Regions from separate parts of the Xenopus tropicalis genome. Here region 1 is linked to region 2. The links are chromatin contacts, called in public Hi-C maps. All regions are on one chromosome and are shown on one strand. Each heading gives the region's core, a stretch centred on a gene start, on an enhancer-like site or on the middle of the called end of the contact. The rest is flanking DNA. Distances are from core to core; before and after follow the strand shown. Region 1 has its middle 14 kb from the start of mief1. Region 2 overlaps syngr1 (synaptogyrin 1).

The links. Hi-C and Micro-C count contacts between places; a contact is called where the count stands out from the background.
Region 1: a Hi-C map of tailbud embryo shows a contact between it and region 2, with 2.3 times the contacts expected there. The contact joins two enhancer-like sites. A contact is called at or near these places in 2 of 5 Hi-C or Micro-C datasets (brain and tailbud embryo).

What each region holds. Positions count from the first base shown.
Region 1 is chr4:121,007,549-121,013,698 of UCB_Xtro_10.0, forward strand. No RefSeq gene overlaps it. Among named protein-coding and RNA genes, the nearest start is that of mief1, 14 kb to the right of the region's middle. Within about 2 kb of position 3,598, at least 6 of the 11 cell types and tissues checked have an H3K27ac peak or open chromatin away from gene starts, as enhancers often do.
Region 2 is chr4:120,861,467-120,867,747 of UCB_Xtro_10.0, forward strand. It overlaps syngr1 (synaptogyrin 1), which reads left to right. Exons shown (of 4, transcript NM_001016195.2): 2 at 2,399-2,636; 3 at 3,004-3,149; 4 at 4,552-5,080. The coding sequence ends at 4,764. Among named protein-coding and RNA genes, the nearest start is that of tab1, 12 kb to the right of the region's middle. Within about 2 kb of position 4,030, at least 1 of the 11 cell types and tissues checked has an H3K27ac peak or open chromatin away from gene starts, as enhancers often do.

The sequences.
Region 1 (6,150 bases), core at 2,348-4,847, 150 kb after region 2:
TGAGACTGATAGATACTGGCACTACAAGTAGCTGCTTTGACTCCCAGTGGCAAAAGAGGGCATTTTACACATTGCATTACAAGCTTATGGCAGGCAGGGACTGGTTTTACAATGGGACACACAAAGCAAATGTGGGCAAGTTGTGCTAGATAAGTGACACAAATACTTACCTAACAGCCACCCGTGAGGCATTTGTCCTGTCTCAAACGATTGGTAAAGCCCGGATTGTCTAAAGGTGGCCATACACGGACCGATTTTTTACATACAAACGACCGATTCCCGAACGATCCGATGCTATCGTTAAGTTATCGTATAGTTGGTGGTGTACGAACGATCGTCGGCCCACTAAACGAGCCGACATTATCGTCCCCAAAATTGATCGGCCAGGTTTAAAAATTTTAGTCGTTTAACGATAAAATCTGCCAGTTGGTGTGAGTGTCAGACATTTGTTTTTCAACGATTGTTCTCTGCGCATGTCACGATTGCCAGCAGCGGAAGTCAACGACATTCGATCGTACGTAGATGTACGATCGTACGTATTTTACGATAATGATGCGACTAAATCTTTCCCGAATTATCGTTGCCCGTGGATGGCATATCGTATGGGAACTCGATCGCCATACGATCGTTTGTCGATATAATCGTTCATCGCACAACGAGCGAAATCACCTCGTGTATGGCCACCTTTAGGATGTAAGCATCGTGAGAGGAGCCGGGGAACCCAGACACGATGCTCAAGATGTTCATACGGCCGTCACATACCACCACAAATTGTGGTAACCCATCCTGTTACGGAAAATGTGCTCCCTGTCTTGGGGGGGGTTAAGCGCCACATGGGTGCAATCGATTGCACCCAACACATTGGGGATGCCACTTACCCCATAAAAATCCCTCTTCACGGTGCGCCACTCGTTACGATGTTGTGGGAACGAGATGAAATTCCTGAACACCGAGCGGATGACGTCCAGGACCTGGCCAAGGCACCGTGAAAAGGTGGGCTGTGACACCCCCCCATAAACCCCACCCTCTGGAAGCTGACAGAGGCAAAAAAGTGCAGGGACCACAATAACTTGACCATCCAGGGGACAGTCCGGCTTCGGCGAGTCCGTGGTTCAAGCGCAGGCTCAAGCAGCTCATACAGGCTGGTGATTGCTGCCTTATTGAGCCTGTACCGCCTGACCACTTCATCCTCGCCTAAGCCCTCCAACGTGGCCCTCTCCCGGAACAGCCGTGGCTGCATTACACGGGAAGGCTGGGGGTGTTGCTGTGCCTCCTCCTCCTCCTTCAAATCAGCCAAAAATCCCACAACATACTCCATCTTAAAAAATGGGAAAATGTGCTCTGCCCAACACCTCCCCCCAATCAAGTGCTAAAATAGGCACACATTCCTGCGCTAATTAACGCATTTAGCGCTTTAGGTACTTTTGTGAATCATTACTTGGAAAACATTAGAAAATCACGACAAAAAAATCGCCAAAATATACCTAGTATATATTTGTGCGACTAAATATTTACCGCTACAGTACTGCATATTATGGCGACTAAATATTTACTGCTATAGTAGTGAAAATCCATACATGCCAAGAGTTTAGTAAAATTGAGTAAAAAGACACAGACTTGAATAAATAACACTGTAAGTCCATATTTTATTGCCAAAAGCTCATTAACTGTACTTTTCTATATTTATCGCCTGCCTGAAGTAGGTGTTAATTTTCGCACAGACTAATGCGATATTTAGCACGCCTTACTGTTTGTGAATCATTTTCACAAACATTCTTTTCATTCGCTAATTACCGCATTGCGATCAAATTAACGCGCGTGAATTAGCGCATGCGATGCACGACTTACCGCATGCAGTAATGCTGTAGTGAATCACGCGTTAATTGTCGCATCTTATTTAACGCAAAAAAACGTGCTATAAATTTTATCGCACTTTAGTGAATCAGCCCTATTGCATCTTATTTTTCGTGTCTTAACGCATGATTCACTAAAAGTATATTTGCGTTAATTTAGACGCGATGCTGTTTGCATTATTTAAGTCGCAAAGACTATTTTCGTGCGGTATTTGACGCAACGCGCACTAATTAACGCAGCGCGCACAAATTGTCACCGTGTGCGAAAAAACGCACGCCATATTAGCCATGCACGCCATTACTTTCAGAAAACTACTGTTCTGAAAATGCCCATTTCCCTGCAAACTGGAGGCTGCATCACTCTAGGGCCAACACAGACTTGAATAAATCCCACTGCAAAGTCCATATTGTGTTGCCAAAGCTCATGAACTGTACTTTTCTATAATTACCGCCTGCCCCAAGTAGGTGTTCATTTTTGCACAGACTAATGCGATATTTAGCTAGTTAAAATTAACGCATTCAGTTGCGCGCTATTTAATGCACGCAATATGCGACTTAACGCATGCGATAATACTTTAGCAAATTTTTTAGAGTCAATTTTAACGCAAAAAAGCATGCAATAACACTTATCGCACTTTTGTGAATCAACCCTTATGTCTGTCTTATTATCTGCTTTCTTGTGGGAGTAGAACAAGAGAAGGGATATGAAAGGTCACAAGGAAAGTGTAATCAGAAAGTCTGAGAACAATATGTCTCATGCAAGCTAAAACTGCTTATGAGGAACCACTTTATAATGTGGACTAGTCAAGATTTGAATGAGTGGGTGTTCTCTACCAAAGACGTAGTAAGGTACACCTTGGTGTATATGTTGATTGTATTGCCATATTCCCACCAGCATTCTCGATGGGTACTGTAGCCTGAAGTGGGACTGGGATTCAGTCTGGACTGGGATTCAAAGTAGTTCTTGGCATACAAGGTGAACAGAGGCCTAAACAGCCCCCGTCAGCCCAATAAATAGTGAATAGTGACTATAGCATCTTACAGCAGCCCCTCTGGCATTAGTCAAACTCCTCAGATTGCCTGAACGTAGGAATAAAGGCTCTTCTGCCTACTGAACCATGCCTGACTGAGGATTACAGAGGTGACTGCTGCAGATCCTTACTATGTACCTAATGGCACCTGTGCTGCCAGAGCTATCCTAACTGTCTGCGCTATCCAAACTAGCTATGAATGTGTAAGTTCATACACATCCCAGGAAAAGTCCCTCCTCCACAACAGACAAAAACCTATTGTGATGGGTTTGCCTAGCTAACACTCAGTGAGACCAATAGCACCACCAACATCAATCTTGGCTGGATCATGTAAAGGGAAAGAGACCTGTCATTCTCTCTTGACTACACTGAACAGTGAACATACCAAACCATGCATAATGAAACAGTGAGGGAAAAGAAAACAAATGACAGCACCAAGAGACAATGCCCCCCACTTATTCAAACAGAGCGTGGAAAACTGGAGAAAAGAAAAAATGATCCCTCAAAGCTGATAACATCTAAGGAAATGTATAAGTGAAGGCTACACTGGCACTTCATGGATACTTAGAAGCCACATTGCCCTCAAACAAGTATACTTTAGCAATCCCGAGAAGAACTTAGCCGAGACTGTGTCAATACTTGCTGGGATTTAATCCCTGCACTGTTCTCTAAACTGCTGGTGCATTTACCAATTGAGCCACTGGAGGTCCTTTGTGCAGCCCAGTTTGTTTAATAAAGTGGAACTGGCTTCTGTTATCGGCCCTCCACCATGTAGGCCTGAAAAATTCCAGCCCTCAATACCACAGACGCTGCACAGCACTGCCCTAAACTATCCCAATGAGATCCTTTCTCCGATAACTGATCCCTCAGGTTACAGGATTGTGAGAAATTCCTCATCAGCAGTGCATTTCCGGCGAAACCTAAGGCCCTGACCTCAGAGAACACTTGTTAAAATATTTGTGGTTTGATGTGTCTGCCTTTAACATGGAGTTCTCTACAAACAGTTTGTAATAAATCCGTCACAGTACAAATCCTCTTAACTGTCAACCACAGATCCAAAATAATGGCATTAAGAAAGGTATTCATTCCATTTCTCCTACATAATGTTTTTTAGGGTAGTGCTCCACACTTTGTAAATGACCCTTTATATGCCACGTAGTGTTTTTTATACTATTGGAACCCTTTACCGAGCACCCGAGGTATGTTATGTAAAGGTGTGCCATCCTTTGTGTATATATATATATATAGAGTAGCTGTAGAGAGAGTCCGCACTCACAGGTCTTAAGAAAATATAGCACTAAAATATAGCACTAATCGGTGCCGTTGCTTTTGCTCTGTATGGAGCGCAGAGTCCCCTCCCACGGCCATACCATTGCACCGACATCTTTCCTTTCTCATTACCTCACTCTGTCCTCTCTACTTTGTCTCTCCTCAGTTACTATTTTACATCTTTCTCTTTTCTTCCCATCTGCCTCTTCTATTCCCTTTGTCCTAGCTTTACTACAAATAAGCGTACCGATTCCCCATAAGGCACACCATATAATGCATTATTTGACAGTCATGTCAGTCATGTCAGGCAATACATGCTGCACAGAACAGACATGTTACTTACTCATTTTCAGCAACTCCTTGATGTATATTTGCCCTACTGTCCCTCATTATTTCTTATTCCTTGGGCCAGTTCGATTTTGTACATTTATAAACTTATAACTTGGGGATGTCTTTGCGACATGTGTGAGTTGCAGTTCAGCACTAGATACATATGCGGGCTTTTTTAATACACACCCACTTTTCCTTTCCCCTGACAGTCCTTTTGTTTGTGTTCTATGCCTAATCCATATTATCTTAACATTTTTTGTTGATTCAATGTGTTTTGAGAGCGGTTTTTCACACTGTATGCTAATGTATTCACACCTATGACGTCATTGTTTGGCGCCAAATTCGTTTTTTTCAGTGCACCATTGTTTGTTTCACATTGTCTTTGAGAAAGGCTGTGGATGCAGCCGAAACGTTAGATGTTGATTTGAATAAAACCTCTATATTTTCTTAAGACCTGTGAGTACGGACTCTCTCTACAGCTACTCCATCTATTATTTTGGGACTGCACCCAGGCTCCCTTGGACCTACTTATACGTGAGTGCCTGTCTTTTTGCAATATATATATATATATATACTGTGTATATATATATAATACACAAAAATCGGCACTCACCACATCAAAAACACTCGCCGGGTGCTGACCAGAAAAATAGAAAGCACATTGATAGAAAGCACTCACGGCATCCAAATATAGGAAAAAATCTGTTTATTAAATCACCGCATCTACGCGTTTCGATCCCCACAGGATCGTCATCAGGATGGGGGAGGAAGTGAGGTGCGTGTATAAATACAAGAATTAACCAATCGGTGCTCACAAGCAATTTTCATATTTAACCATAATGTGAACTTATATAGTTTCAATTTTAAATGTGATAATATTCACCAAAAAAGGAACATGATCACATAACCCCAAATATGAGAGACCCAAATATCATAAGTGGATATTTGAACATCAGGTTCATTTAAAATATAAAATGTATAAATCACCAGTGTGAATTAGTATATAACACCATAATATCACAATCCTTAGCAGCATTTATAACAATGTCAATATAGATATCAAGGCTAGCCAAGGGTGAACAAAGCCTGGTAGTAAAAAATTCTAGAGCCATCCACCAAAAGAAGTGAGAGTATAGCATAGTGTCATGTCACCTGGTGAAACTAATTACAATATATGACCATCTAACAGGGTCAATTAAATAAAGTGAAGATGTGCACGTAAATATATAGGGACTTGTTTAAAACATTAAAAATCATCAACCTTATCAAGGATAATAAAAACACAGTAGTATCAAAGATCTCAAGTGGGAGGAATCAATATAAGGTATATCAATGTTGGCATCAACGAGCTATATAAATGAGGATGATAAGTTACGCTGCTTCCATAGTAATCCAAGCAAATTCATAGAAGGCGAGAACATTTCATTAAGTCCACGGGGGGCAACAGTGTCCAATCTTCGGATCCATTGGGCCTCCCTTTGTAGAAATAATTTGGACCGATCCCCACCACGTGAAAGAGGGGGGATATGGTCAATCAAAATAGCCCTTAACATGGGCAACGAATGTTTCTGTTGTACAAAATGTCTCGCAAGAGGGATATCAGATTCACCAGAGGCCAAAGCTGCACGAATCACTGATCTATGGTTATTCATTCGTATCCGAAAAGA
Region 2 (6,281 bases), core at 2,780-5,279:
GCTTGGTGTGCAAGTAACAGATAACTGCAAGTAGCAGATGCAAGTGACCCACATTGCTATAATTTTGTGGTTGCATAAAAAAAAGCATGAGATCAAAGGGTTAGTGCTTTTTTATACAGGTATAGGACCCGTTATCCAGAATGCTTGGGACCAAGGGTATTCCGGATAAGGGGTTATTCTGTAATTTGGATCTTCATACCTTAAGTCTACTAAAAATAAATAAAACATGAATTAAACCCATTAGGATTATTTTGCATCCAGTAAGGATTCATTATATCTTAATTGGGATCAAATACAAAGCACGGTTTTATTTTTACAGAGAAAAAGGAAATCAATTTTAAAAATATGAATTATTTGATTAAAATGGAGTCTATGGGTGACAGGCTTTCCATAATTCGGAGCTTTCTGGATATCGGGTTTCCATATAAGGGATCCTTACCTGTACAAGTCACATAACATGAAGGGGGAATTCTTTAAACCTCATACATTTTTGTAGGGGGCATATTATATTGCCTAAAGTGCTTTATTTAATGTCATCACTGGTGTTGGCACTAACACCAACACACTGTCAGAGCGGACCATGCGTGTGTAAGGCTGGTGATGCCCATAACAACAAAAGGTGAAATACCCCTGTGTGGTACCTGATACATAAAGGCACATCTCTTTGTGCTTCCTGAATGAAGGAGTTGCACCCATGTATGTATGCAGAGGACAGAGCTCAGCTTTAGGCACAGGCACTCTCTACATTGTGCTAGATTCACCATGAATGCAGGAATTAACACAAGTATGCAGAGCACCAGCTGAATTGTATTGGGTGCAATTAAAGGAACAGTTCTGTGTAAAAATGAACATGGGTAAAATAGATAGATTGCGCAAAATAAAAAATATAAATATCTATAAAGGCTGGAGTGAGCAGATGTCTAACATAATAGCCAGAACTCTACTTCCTGCTTTCAGCTCTCTAACCTCTTAGTTAGTCAGTGACTTTAGGGGGGGCCACATGGAACATAACTGTTCAGTTAGTTTGTGATCACGCAGGTCAGATTCAAATGCAAAATAACTGAGCAGTTATGTCCCATGTGGCCCCCTCAAGTCACTGATTGGTTACTGACTGCTAACAGCTTAGAGAGCTGTAAAGGAGGAGTTCTGGCTATTATGTTAGATATCTGCCCACTCCAGCCTTTATAGATTACATTTTTGCCTAACTAACTATGTTTTTTATTTTGTGCAGTCTGTCTATTTTACCCAATTTTATTTTAACACTGAACTGTTCGGCCTTATCACAAAATAGTAGATTTGGTACATCCCTACTTACTAGCAGTAACAATTTATAGTTAGGGTTATAAGCTCGCCAAACTCTTTTTGCTGTTGCTCCCAGTCGCCCCAAAGCAGGTGCCCATTTTAAATTTCTGACTTGGAGACAAGTTTTGGAGGCATAAGGGCCATGTGGACTGCCACGGAGAGCTTTCTGTAGGCTGCCATTGGCATTGGGCTACCAAATAACCAACCACAACCCTTATTGGTCACCGCTTTTTTCATGATTGTGTTGCTCCCCAACTGTTTTAATTTTTTTATGTTTATTAGTAAGGGGCTCACATAGATTTTGGCAAGGCTTCAATTTATTATTCAAATGATGGATGAAACTTCCTTTATTGCACACAGTTTTAGGGTTACCTTTTTGGGAAAGGGGTATCTACCCCTTAAAATTCCATTTTCTACTGAGTGGGACTGAAGCTATATAGCTGAAAATGAGCAGCTGGCCACCAATCCTACACTAATTTATGGGGCTGATTTACTTACCCACGAACGGGTCGAATGGAGTCCGATTGCGTTTTTTCGTAATGATCGGTACTTTGCGATTTTTTCGTATGTTTTGCGATTTTTTCGGATTCTGTACGAATTTTTCGGATCCAATACGATTTTTGCGTAAAAACGCGAGTTTTCCTATCCATTACGAAAGTTGCGTAAAAAGTTGCGCATTTTGCGTAGCGTTAAAACTTACGCGAAAAGTTGCGCATTTTTCGTAGCGTTAAGTTTTAACGCTACGAAAAATGCGCAACTTTTCGCGTAAGTTTTAACGCTACGCAAAATGCGCAACTTTTTACGCAACTTTCGTAATGGATACGAAAAACTCGCGTTTTTACGCAAAAATCGTATTGGATCCGAAAAATTCGTACAGAATCCGAAAAAATCGCAAAACATACGAAAAAGTCGCAAAATGTTCGTTTTCAAGTCGGAACTTTTCCAATTCGGGTCGGATTCGTGGGTTAGTAAATCAGCCCCTATGTGTCTGGCATTGCTGCTGCTTTTATGAGAGAGTCATTCATGAAAACAAAGAACACGGCTGAATGTTATGGTTTTATATGTAAATTCTTTATCCATTCTCTTTTTTCTTCAGGTCTTCTCCATAGTGGTATTTGGCTGCATTATTAATGAAGGATACATAAATGCTTCAACTGAAGCGGAAGAGCATTGCATCTTCAACCGAAATTCAAGTGCCTGCGCCTATGGGGTGACTGTAGGGGTGCTTGCATTCCTAACCTGCCTGCTGTACCTAGCAGTAGATGTCTACTTCCCACAAATAAGCAGTGTCAAGGACCGTAAAAAAACTGTCATATCGGATATTGCTGTGTCTGGTGAGCCGGAACTACCCTTGTCCATCATTTCCATCCATGTTCACTGTTGTCCCCTCATATGTCTGCTCATACCTTTCATTTTCTGAATAATGTCACATTACTGTAACAGGCTCATTAACAATGACTGACTTTTTTTAATTACTAAGATTAAGTCCATGTTACCCTGCTTTGATTTTTCATTTTACCCTCCCACTCTTCCATGTTTGCTCTGGAAGGTTCCATGGTGTGCATCTAAGCTTCCTATCCCTCTTGTATTTGCTTTGATTGGGATGTGTTAACATTTTTCTTTTTGTAACTGATTCACATAATTGATTTTAAATTGAACCCCTCGCCTCATCTCATCTTTCTGTTTATTCTCCCATTCTAGGTCTGTGGGCATTCTTTTGGTTTGTTGGCTTCTGTTTCTTAGCCAATCAGTGGCAGGTTTCCAACCCAAATGACAACCCCATGAATGAAGGAGCAGATGCTGCAAGAGCAGCCATCGCATTTTCCTTCTTCTCCATTTTCACTTGGGTAAGTAGATTTGTGTTTTTTATTCTACACTAAATAAGGGATAAGGGAAGCCAGTATAATTTGTTATGTATGCAGTATGTCGTTTAGGTGGTCCTTGTCACATAACAAATGCTCTTTTTAAGCAGCTACCCAGGTAACTGCACATGACATCCTTCAGCCTGACTGCTGTGGGTAATTAGAATTTTTGAATTAAGAAATGGATCTTATTTTCTTATAACTTTATCCCTCCCACAGGCCTTCATAGCAGTGCTGAGGCACCAGCATCTGAAAGAAATTGTCTTCCAGGAGGAGTACAACAGACTTTTCCCCCCTACCCCCCAGTCCTTCCCTTAATGTATGATTAACAAATGAAGGGGTGCACTGCTCTTCAATGCTTCAGCCTCTATGTGCCAATAATTTCTTTATTATAGTGTTTCAGGGTTTCTGTTGTAGTTATTTAACTATACTATCCACTAATGGGCTAGTATGGTGATGCTGATGCCAAAGCCTTTTTTATTGTACTCCCACAGATGTGGCGTGGTTTACATCCTGCAGCAATACACTGGCAGGACATGTACATATCAGTATTTTAGCATTTCGGGCAAAGCCTTAGAAGAGGCAGTCTAAAAAGTCTGCCTTAATGCCAAGATGAGATTGCAAACAAAACATGCCATATTTCCCATATACATGTGAATATTGCCAAGTTTTACATTGCACCTTCCATGTTCCAAAGAGCTCCAGTCTTTAGTATGGACTATGGTACCAGGGGAATTTGTCTGCTGTTGCCCTCAGACAGAAAACACTGAATACTCCAGGAGGGAAAGCACCCTGTCTGAAGCACACGGAGTGATCACAGGCAGACGTCCAGACATGAGCATACAATACAGTCATTGCTATTCATAGACAGCAAGCAGAGGGGGTGATTGTTCTCCACCTGAGGGCAGCCGCAAACAAAATTGCTCTGTGTGGCCTGTAAAGTCATTTTAAAATAATACAGATCACATAGTAAACTCCTTCCAGAAAAATATGTCTCTGCTTCTTATATTGTTTGCACACAGTTATGTCTGCTAACATTGGTGTAGTCTGACTGGAATTTCACTTGCTGCCCTGCACACATCTCTGTGGGCAGAAAGAATTATTGCCACTGTTTACACTATATAATATTTATTTGTTTATGTGCATCTCACTTCTGCAGTACATCACTTATCTCAGGAAGTAAATGCTGATAAAGGCCAAGGGAGAACAAATAAAGGTGCACTCATAGTTATTAGAAATATGTGAAACTTCTTTATTTTTAATTTTCTGATTTAACAAATACTAACCATGGTGATGGGTGTCTGTCTCTGTCTTCTCCTCCTCCTATGTCCCTTTTGTTCACCGCACATCCTCACCCACTTTACCCTCTCCTATCCGTTACACAAAGGCGGGACAAGCTGTGCTAGCCTATCAACGATACCGTCTGGGCTCCGACTCTGCGCTGTTTTCTCAGGACTACATGGACCCAAGCCAAGACCAAGGGCCTCCTTATCCCCCTTATGCCAGCAATGAAGACTTAGATCCCTCTGCAGGTTATCAGCAGCCTCCCTCAGATGCCTATGATGCTGGCTCACAAGGTTACCAGACCCAGGATTACTGAAGGCCCCCAAAAACAAATGTCCCTGGCTGAGATGTTAGGAACTCTTTGTGGTTTTTATTTCCTTTAAAGGCACTGGCCTCTTTGATAGCAAAAGGGTTACAAAACATTCTTATTTTTTACCATAGGGTGAGGGAGAGAGTATATTTATTTTTGGTTAGTTTAAAAATACTTGATTTTTCTTGCCTGTTATCATTTTGATTGTTATTTTTGGAATTATTGCAGTTTTGCCAATCCAATTCCTTGTGGTTTCCAGGTTTTTTTTTTTGTAACCATGCTATTTTTGTGTGTCTGTTTTCATTAAAATGATAGGACTTTTGCCCATTTCAATTCTTAGTATTCTCTGGGCCATAAAAACCCTTTCACTGGACAAATTTCTATATTGTAAATTATAACAACTTATTCCACATGCAGTTTAATTTAAATATAGATTCTACTAGAGAGTTAAGTGTATTTCTGTATTTATAGAGGGTTAGCAACAGAATACAGAAAAGAATATACCGGTAGCTTATTTATTAGTCTCCCAGACCCCATGAGATTTTCCTATGTTAGAGCTACAGCGAATGCAACACAAATGCAAATATATAGGGAAGCTATTATGTTTCAAATAGCTTAATTTCTTTAGAACATCTTTGGTGTAAAAACACAGTAGATATTTAACTCCCTCCGGACAGCAGCCATTCCAGTGGGAGTTACAAAAATAGGAGCCATGCGTTACATTATATATTTTATATAACAAGGTTTGCTTTAATATTTGCAGACTATAATATAATATATAGAACTTGCTAAGACCCAAATAGGTAAAATAGTACTTACTCACAAGTACTCCCAATTCAGTTGTAAAGTTCTGCGAGAATCGAGCAGTAGTTGTAGCACACTGAAGCTTTTGGTCTGAATCCCCGAGGATCAGAAGCGATTATGAGCCTTGGATTGGACCAGTCTCACACGATCTCTTGTTCTGAGTTCTAAAGCCTTTAACATATAAATATGCTAGTCTTCTGAATACCCATTTTCATATAAAAGCTATTTTCTATAAAGGTTTGGCGTTCTAAGATACTTTAGTTTAGTCATTGTTTGGTTTCCACAATTTTTGTTGCAAAATTTTTGATTCAGTAGAGAGTGAATGGGCTCGTGGCAAGAAAAGAAATTGTACTTTGTAAAATTGCTGCTATTAATTGCTGCATTTATTACTATTAATGTTATTTAGCCCTTTTGGCTTCACCCTGAAACTAATGGCACCTATGCCATTTTGCTTCCGTGCTTTAGCAAAAATATTGTCAAAAATACGTTTCCAAAAGATGACAGATATGGATTTCCACAGTAAAAAATATCACTGGATTAATGAATACATAAAATTACAAGACATTCTGTAATTTGTACAGGTAATATATACATATCCAGCCCATTTATTCATTAAAATGAAAATGTAAAATGATCTGTCCTTGATTACACAGAATTTGGCTGCAAATAAGAGCCATCTTTGACTAGCTCTATAGGGCTTAATTGGCAAGCATCATACA